2 separate regions of the Mus musculus genome follow, and region 2 is linked to region 1. The links are chromatin contacts, called in public Hi-C maps. All regions are on one chromosome and are shown on one strand. The core of a region is the stretch at or near the end of the contact, and the rest is flanking DNA. Distances in the headings are between cores, read along the strand shown. Region 1 has its middle 66 kb from the start of Rnf138rt1. Region 2 overlaps Ap1s2 (adaptor-related protein complex 1, sigma 2 subunit).

Evidence for each region. A called contact is a pair of places that touch in the nucleus more often than the background predicts.
Region 2: a contact with region 1 is called in a Hi-C map of bone marrow-derived macrophages, with 4 times the contacts expected there. The contact joins two enhancer-like sites. A contact is called at or near these places in 12 of 39 promoter capture datasets (the 3T3-L1 cell line, 3T3-L1-derived adipocytes, the C10 cell line and 7 more), 5 of 15 datasets of contacts at CTCF or cohesin (CD8 T cells, the NIH/3T3 cell line, large pre-B cells and 2 more), 55 of 484 Hi-C or Micro-C datasets (the 3T3-L1 cell line, 3T3-L1-derived adipocytes, B cells and 30 more), 5 of 115 datasets of contacts at active chromatin or transcription factors (CD8 T cells, astrocytes, bone marrow-derived dendritic cells and 2 more) and 3 of 9 other capture datasets (adipose tissue, liver and pancreatic islet).

Annotation. Positions count from the first base shown.
Region 1 is chrX:163,825,541-163,829,948 of GRCm38.p6, forward strand. It overlaps the pseudogene Gm20188. Among named protein-coding and RNA genes, the nearest start is that of Rnf138rt1, 66 kb to the left of the region's middle. Within about 2 kb of position 2,186, at least 10 of the 459 cell types and tissues checked have an H3K27ac peak or open chromatin away from gene starts, as enhancers often do. A contact at or near this core is called in bone marrow-derived macrophages, where this site is marked.
Region 2 is chrX:163,927,206-163,931,613 of GRCm38.p6, forward strand. It overlaps Ap1s2 (adaptor-related protein complex 1, sigma 2 subunit), which reads left to right. Exons shown (of 6, transcript NM_001290379.1): 5 at 4,158-4,166. Among named protein-coding and RNA genes, the nearest start is that of Gm52456, 20 kb to the left of the region's middle. Within about 2 kb of position 2,541, at least 1 of the 459 cell types and tissues checked has an H3K27ac peak or open chromatin away from gene starts, as enhancers often do. A contact at or near this core is called in bone marrow-derived macrophages, where this site is marked.

The sequences.
Region 1 (4,408 bases), core at 936-3,435:
GAAATAATGGATTTGAAAGGCTCATTTATAAAGTGAAAGTACTGCATTGAGGCCAGTGAGATAGCTCAGCCAGTCCAAGTCAGAAGGAGAGAACCAGCTCCTGAAAGTTGTTCTCTGACCTCCACATGCACATTGTGGCATGTGTGTACACATGCACACACATTAGATAAACATAATTTTAAAAGTTAAGAAGTACTACATTCCACGTGCTTTTAAATTTTCTCCTTTGAGGTTATGTTATGTTGTATACCCTTGCGTTTAAAGATTATGCACCTTGAAATTATTAAAAACAGAATTATTGAATCAGAAGAACTTTTTAATTTGATTTTTATTAATTAAAACACCCACTTAAATGTGAATCATTTAATTCAAATAATTGCATTGTTTTCTTTTAATTTTCTACTTATCATGAGGGAGGGAGACACAAATACCATGCAGGTCAGTGGGCAATGTAGAGTAAGTTCTCACCTTCCATTATGGAATAAGGGATGGAAATCAGGTGATCAAAGTTACACCTCAAGTGCCTTTATTTGGCAAGTCATTTCACTGAACCTTATTTGTTTATTGTAGATATACTTGTTCCTAATTTGGTATCCAAGACCCTAATTTGGTCTTGGTGTTCCCATCTATCTGGTTTCTCTTCTTAGTCTTTGCTTGCTTCTCTTTTCTTGAATGTTCCAAGGCTCAGTCCCATCTCTCTTTTCCTGTCTCTCTCCACAACATCACTCTAACTCAACTTCAAATTCTACATACATAACTATCTTCAGCTATATCCCCACATGCATTCCTCTTCAACTTCTAGGTTTTACAATCTAATCATGTACTCAACAGACGTATGTGATGACCGTCTCAAACTCACCATCTTAAAGTCTTCTCCCTGAAACATTGGCTCTACCAACAGCCTTCCCCATCTCAGAGAATATCAATAATTACCTTTCAGTTACTGAGGGAAACAACTTGATACTTTCTCAAGTTCACCCTATTCATGAAGAAACTTTGAGAACTTTACTTTGAAAATGTCCAGGTGCTTACTACTCCATTTGTATTGCCATGATCCAAGCACCTTGCCCCTTGCTAGGAAAACTGTAATAGTGCCCCTCTTCAGTATGTCTCCTTGCCTAAAGTTATCCCTTCCCCATACTACCTAGCAGCCAGGATGGACTTTTGGCAGCCAAAGCAAGATCTTGTTGTGTTCTCAGCTCAAAAATTCTCCAGTGGTTCTCCTTTTCCTCCCACACTCAGTGTCCCTTATCACGTTCCACACTTTTTTATATTTCCATGGCTAGTACCACATTTTTAAAAGAGTTGTATAAAACATTTAATTTATTGATCTTTTGGGGAAATTTGACACGCCATCACTGTATCCCAATGGAGTCATTAATCTTGTAGCTTGGATGACATTAGCTCCTTCGTTTTTATGGTGCTGTTGAGGAATCAGCTCTCTGCAGAAGCTCAAGAGAATGGCCTTTGGAGAAATATGCAAGTTCCATCTAGATATTTTCAAAAGCTCTGTTCACTCTTTTCTCCTTTTCATTGTTCACAGTGTTTATCTTCACAAGATTAGTGCTAACATGTTTGGTCTTGGTTTTTATTTTGTTTTGTTTTGTTTTTATTTTTTACCTTGAAGCTTTTTTGTCTGGCTGTATGAAATACATTCCTGGACTTCTGCCCTCTTAATTTGCTCTATGCCATTGGCTCGTGTATCCCATGTGGCTACTGAAGCTCTGGGTATGCAATCCAAAGGTACAGTCAGTATCACTTTTCAACATGGTATATGGTTTCTATATTGCATCTTTTGTTTGTTATCATCTTGAAAAAAAGCTCCACAAGGGCACGTTCTTCCCTCCTATATCCCAAGAGTCTATGCCACTTGCTTCATATTACATAAATGAAAGAAAGTAGTATTACTCTTTAGCCTGAATGCTCCTTAACCTACGTGGAAAGATACTAGGACAATAAGTGACAATTATCCCTCATTGTCAACCTCGCCATAATCTAGAATTACCTGGAAGGGCCTCTAAGCATATCTGTGGGGGATTATCTTTATTATGTTAGTTGAGATAGCAAGACTCAGCAACTGTAGGTGGCACTGTTCCCTAGGCAGGAGATCCTGGGCTATATAGGAGTAAAGAAAAAAGACTTGAGCAATAACGTGTGTGTGTGTGTGTGTGTGTGTGTGTGTGTGTGTACATTCATTGTTCTCTCCTGACTGTGCATGTAACAGGATCAGCTGCTTTAAGTTCCTGCTGCATTGACTTCCCCAGTGTGGTGGACTGTACCATGAGCTGTAAGCTAAAAATAAAAGCCCTTTCTTCCTTAACTTCCCCAGCCTATTTTATCAGAACAACAGAAAAGCAACTAAGACAGATACCATAACTCTATGCACACACACCTAACTCCACCCTCATGAATAGGTTATTGACTGCTGAGCCCCTAGGATCTTTATATAAGAGTAGCTAGCATCTGTCCAGAATCTGTCAGTCTCCTTATTTCTGTTTGTGAATACCTGCAAGTTGTCAACAGGAAAGTCTCAAATGCAAATAATTTTCATTGAAAATGTTTGTGGTAAATGAACTCACATGATATGTACTCACTGATAAGTGGATATTAGTCAAGAAACTTAGAATACCCAAGATACAAGATACAATCTACAAACACATAAAACTCAAGAAGAACGAAGACCAAAATGTAGACACTTTGCCCCTTCTTAGAATTAGGAACAAAACCATGGAAGGAGTTACAGAGACAAAGTTTGGAGATGAGACAAAAGGACGGACCATCTAGAGACTGCCATACCCAGGGATCCATCCCATAATCAGCCTCCAAACACTGACACCATTGCACACACTAGCAAGATTTTGCTGAAAGAACCCTGATATAGCTGTCTCTTGTGAGACTATGCCAGGGCCTAGCAAACACAGAAGTGGATGCTCACAGTCAGCTATTGGATGGATCACAGGGCCCCCAATGGAAGAGCTAGAAAAAGTACCCAAGGAGCTAAAGGGGTCTGCAACCCTATAGGTGGAACAACAAATATGAACTAGCCAGTACCCCCCCCCCCGGAGCTCGTGTCTCTAGCTGCATATGTATCAGAAGATGGCCTAGTCGGCCATCAGTGGAAAGAGAGGCCCATTGGTCTTGCAAACTTTATATGCCTTAGTACAGGGGAACGCCAGGACCAAGAAGTGAGAGTGGGGGGGGGGAGGGGAGTGGGGGGAGGGTATGGGGAAATTTTGGGGTAGCATTGGAAATGTAAATGAAGAAAATACCTAAAGAAAAGAAAAGGAAAGGAAAGGAAAGGAAAGGAAAGGAAAGGAAAGGAAAGGAAAGAAAAGAAAAGAAAAGAAAAGAAAAGAAAAGAAAAGAAAAGAATTCCACCTCACACCAGTCAGAATGGCTAGGATCAAAAATTCAGGTGACAGCAGATGCTGGCAAGGATGTGGAGAAAGAGGAACACTCCTCCATTGCTGGTGGGATTGCAAGCTGGTACAACTACTCTGGAAATCAGTCTGGAGGTTCCTCAGAAAACTGGACATAGTACTACTGGTAGGTCCAGCAATACCTCTCCTGGGCATATACCCAGAAGATGTCCCAACTGGTAATAAAGACACATGCTCCACTATGTTCATAGCAGCCCTACTTACAATATCCAGAAGTCCCTCAACAGAGGAATGGATACAGAAAATGTGGTACATTTACACAATGGAGTACTACTCAGCTATTAAAAACCATGAATTTATGAAATTCTTGGGCAAATGGATGTATCTGGAGGATATCATCCCAAGTGACGTGACCCAAACACAAAAGAAGTCACTTGATATGCACTCACTGATAAGTTGATAGTAGCTCAGAAACCTAGAATACCCACGATACAACTTCCAAAACACAAGAAAATCAAGAAAGAAGACCAAAGCATGGATACTTCATTCCTCCTAAGAATAGGGAACAAAATACCCATGAAAGGAGTTGTAGAGACAAAGTTTGGAGCTAAGACGAAAGGATGGACCATCCAGAGACTGCCCCACCCAGGGGTCCATCCCATAATCAGCCACCAAGCGCAGACACTATTGCATATGCTAGCAAGATTTTGCCTGAAAGGACCCTGATATAGCTGTTTCCTGTGAGGCTTTGCCAGTACCTGGCAAATACAGAAGCTCACAGTCATCTATAGAATGTAACACAGGGCCCCCAATGTAGGAGCTAGAGAAAGTACCCAAGAGCTGAAGGGGTCTGCAACCCTATAGGTGGAACAACATTATGAACTAACCATTACTCCCAGAGCTCGTGTCTCTAGCTGCATATGTAGCAGAAGATGGCCTAGTCAGCCATCATTGGGAAGAGAGGCCCCTTGGTCTAGCAAACTTTGTATGCCCCAGTACAGGGGAATGCCAGGGCCAAGAAGTGGGAG
Region 2 (4,408 bases), core at 1,291-3,790, 100 kb after region 1:
AAAGTATTCTTAAATATTGTAAATCAGTAATGTTATCACAGATGAAGCCTTCCCTGTGAGAACGAAAGCTTCTATAAAGTGAAGCACTGTTACTAATGTTGCTTTACTTGTTTTATCCTTGCTCTATTCTAAATGGGAAAGGGGCAGCTTTTGTAGCCTAATATTTTAGAGTTCTAACTTTAAAATTCATCGGGGATGCTGTAAGGTCCATTTCAGACCCCACCTTGGGATATTTTTGTCACTTTTTGATGTGAAAACATCTAACATCTTGTCAGATATATTTATAAGCAGATGTTTAAAAATTTTAGGGAGTTCCTTAGAATCATTTTGAGGACTTTCAAAAAAATTAATCTTTTAGCTTCAAAGTCACATTTTTTTAAAGTAAGTCAACAATTAAAAGCTTTCATACTTAACAATACCATATGATGGCTAGTTTTAACTTGTTGGGAGGAAGCCTTTTCTCTGGACCTCTCCTTAGTGTAATAGGACCCTGATGAATGTGACACACTGGTGAAAGGGAGTTTTCTAACTGAACTTGCCACTAATTAGCATTTACTTAAACTGGCAATCTTCTCAGATTAGTAGTAAGTACAGTGCTTTAGGATTCTGTGAAATGTAGGTTATCTTGTTTACTGTTACATACCATGAACTTGAAAAAGATAAATCTGAACTGGGCATTAAGAACTTAAGTGTTCAGCCACAAACCAAAGAACAAAAGCAAATCTGATGCTTTAGATCATTTTACTGTGAACTAAACATTCTGATTGTGTCTCCATCAGCTTGTGTACTGTGTGTAAGAATATATGCATTTCTTTTGTAGCCACGCCATGAATATTTTAATGTCCCTGTGTACTAATGACTGCTCATCGACTATGCAGACTTTCACAGAGGAAATAGAGAACTGATATACTTATGAAAGAAAATGTCCTCAGCTTGGTGACTAATTCTCCTGTAAAATAATATATAGCATTTTATAGCTAGTACCTTTATGATTGTATTTTTCTGTGCCTATTCCTAATTCTATTTATTCTGTATATGATATGACATAGTTTTTTCTGTCTACTACTGATTTCTTCTTTACAAAATATGACTTGTGAATGTTTTAATATTCTAAACACATACAAGTTATCATTAGTAAATCATCTGTGATTAATCTTATGAGGGTATAAGAGAAAGACCGGGAACAATCACAAATGTTTACCAAAGAAAATAGTTAGGAACTCAGGCAAAATTAGGAGCACCACAATATTTAATGTAGTTTGATCTTCCACTGTTGAAGAAAACCAAGCTTTATTTAGCACTAAGATTACTTTATAGTCTGTACAAGCTAATATGTTGGACAGTATCACATAAAAATGTGTTGAAGCAATATAAGAAAAAAATCAATTGTATAATTCTCTAAGATCTAAGGTTAAAACATTTCAATTTTTAAGAAATTTTGTATTGCCAATATTTATTAAGCCACATTTATGCAGTGTCAAAAGTCCTTTAAGAACTATCAGAAAGCTATGTCACAAAGTTTCTTGTATTGTTGCTCAGTAACAGCCCTTGAGTCAGTAGTACTGAGCCTACTTATGTGATACAAAATTCTGATATTCATTTTCAATATTCAAACATTTATACTTATTAGTTAATGGCTTCCTAATTAATATATTAAGCCTTCTTCTAAACACTCAGTGCTGTGTTAACAATGGTTGTATATTTTGGAATACTAAAAGTTTTTAATATTAATTTTATAAAAATATGCTTTTAATAATATTTATCAAATTCTACTATTAAAATACCAGATAACTCATTTGTCTATCTAGAGAGTTTAAAACCTAAGTAAATTGTTACTAAACAGTAACTTAAGTGGCATGGTAGTGCATGCCTGTCATCCTAGTACCTGGGAGGCTGATGCAGGAGCAAGATGAGTTACTATAGTACCTAGGGCATCCCTGTCTCAAAAGACAAAAACTAAATATGCCAAAAACTCTAGGAACTTCAGAAGGTACCCAAATGAGTTTCCCACTGAAAGAAGATCTATAAAATGTCTTAGGAAATGTAGTGTTAGGCAGCTGTACAGGTCAGCTCTCTCCATTACCATCTGAAACTTCACAAAACATTGGTCTTTCATTTCCATTTTTCCCATCCTCCCACACTACATGTTGTTCACCTGATTTTAATGTTGCATAAATATGCATTGTCTCATGCCTGTTTGTTTTGGATGCTGTGTGCTGAGCTGTAACAAAATGTTGTGTTTTTGTGAGGGGGAGGGGGTATCTGTATACAGCTGCTTGCTTTAAATTAGCACATTCTCAAATAGCTTTTCCTGCATGTCTGAAATAAAGTATTGCATGTACTTTGTCTCATGTGAATGACTTCTTTCTTCTCCATCCTTTTTGATAAAATAACATTTTATATTTTCATCTCTCCAGGTAATTTTTTTAAGTTGTGATTTTTAAAAAATAACAATTTCTGAGCCTACAATAGTACTAAGTATATTCACATTGTTGTACAACAGATCCCCAGAACTTTTTCAGCTTGCAGAACTGAAATTACATAACTCACCAGCCAACTACTTCCCATTTCTCTCTTACTGAAGGCAGGCCCTGGTAACAACCATTCTATTTTAATTGTTTCCCTAAATAATTTTGAGCTACAATTTCAGTGTCAACTTGCAAAAATTACATTTTGTATTACAAACACTTTGTAAAAACATTGAACTTGTCCAGTCTTAAAGGAATATAATGTGTAAATTAAACCAGACCTTTAGAAAGGACATATATTATTAAATAATGCATGTTCAAAAAGCAACATGATTCTCTCCAGAGCACAGGCAGTGAGCACCTTGGAGAAATGTGATGAGCTTTAGGGAATAGTTATAGGGCATTTTTATCTAGAGATGCTGAGCATATGAACTGTATAAAATGCAGTGTAATGATGCTTTAACAAAGTCAGGGTTCCATGAAGTTTTCCTTTGAGTTGGTATTAGGTGGAAGCACTTTTAAATTCACATGTCCTTTGACTCAGGACAATGACTATTTTCTTTTCCACCTCTTTTGATAAAATATTTTACATTTTCATTTTTCCAGGTAATGTTTTAAATTGTAAGAAAAAAAAACATAGAATTCACCATTTTAACCATTACTCAGCCCACAGTATGAAATAGTTAAGTGGTTCAGATGTCACTCTCAGTATATTTAATGGTTATAAAAGCCAAACATTTTAAGCAGGGGAGATGGGACTCTATTGCTACTGTTGTTAGACTGTCTTTAAAAAAAAAAAAAAAAACCTATCATGAAAACATCTAGACAAAAACAGAGAATCCCAAAGAAAGGATTCATACACACATCATTCAACAACAGCAGTTATCAACCTCACATGCGCCTCAGGCACAAAGTGCTACTTCACCTTTAGTGCTCCAGTATTAAAGTGTTCCTAACAGCTAAGAAGCACACCACACAAAATGAACAAGAACTACTTTTGTCTTGTGATTGGCTCCATTTTCCTAATTGTCAGGGGAATGAATGACTTCTTACAGTTAAATTAGGTTCCAAAGACATTTTATATCAGATGGTTCATAGGCCTTCAGTCCCTCAATTTTTAGCAAGCCTGTTTTTCCCCCTAGTCTTTGCCATTAAAAACCAAACACCTTTTAATACCAGTTTGCCACATTCCTATTTAGGTGATTATATTCTTGTGGCAGTGTTTACCTTTCTCTTTTATCCTCCAACTTTCTTAGATCTGTAACCTGATTACACTGAAGTTAAAATTGGGGCGGCAAGTGTACTTCATAGATTATACTACCTCTTTGAAAAGTGTCCTTTCCCACTTAAGCTGATTTTCACCCATATTTCATTACTAGATAAGCATATTAACAGGCATTCTAAGAACATTTTTTGGCTATGGTATTTAATACTAAATGCTAAACCCTTCATTTAGATTTCAGCTAATATTTGTTGAAGCACTTTCTTTAAATCAGGCATTGAGCCTTAAACTCATTCTCAACACATGGAGGTAAGTACTACTACTTTTGTTTTCCAAATATGGAAACAACAGAGTTTAAGTCATTTAAGATGACACTGTATAGATTCCTACCATTCAACCTAACATTCTAAAGATTCCTGATGTAATTTAATTTTTCTTTTCCTTGTTTTGTGCTGTCTCATAATTAGGATGCAAAAGTAAGTTTATTATTGGTTAACAAAATCTTACATTATTTTCATCTATTAAAGTTGCTAGTAATAGCCAAACGTCTGGCCTATATGGTCCTTTTTTATTTTTGTAGTGTATAAAATTGGTCAGTTTGGAAATTTTTTAAATATCTCTTTTAGATTTGGCTGATTTGTCTTTAATATTTAAAAACAAATATTCATTCTTACATCAAGACAAAAAAAGCTTTTGTTCCATGGTGTTTTTTCTGTAT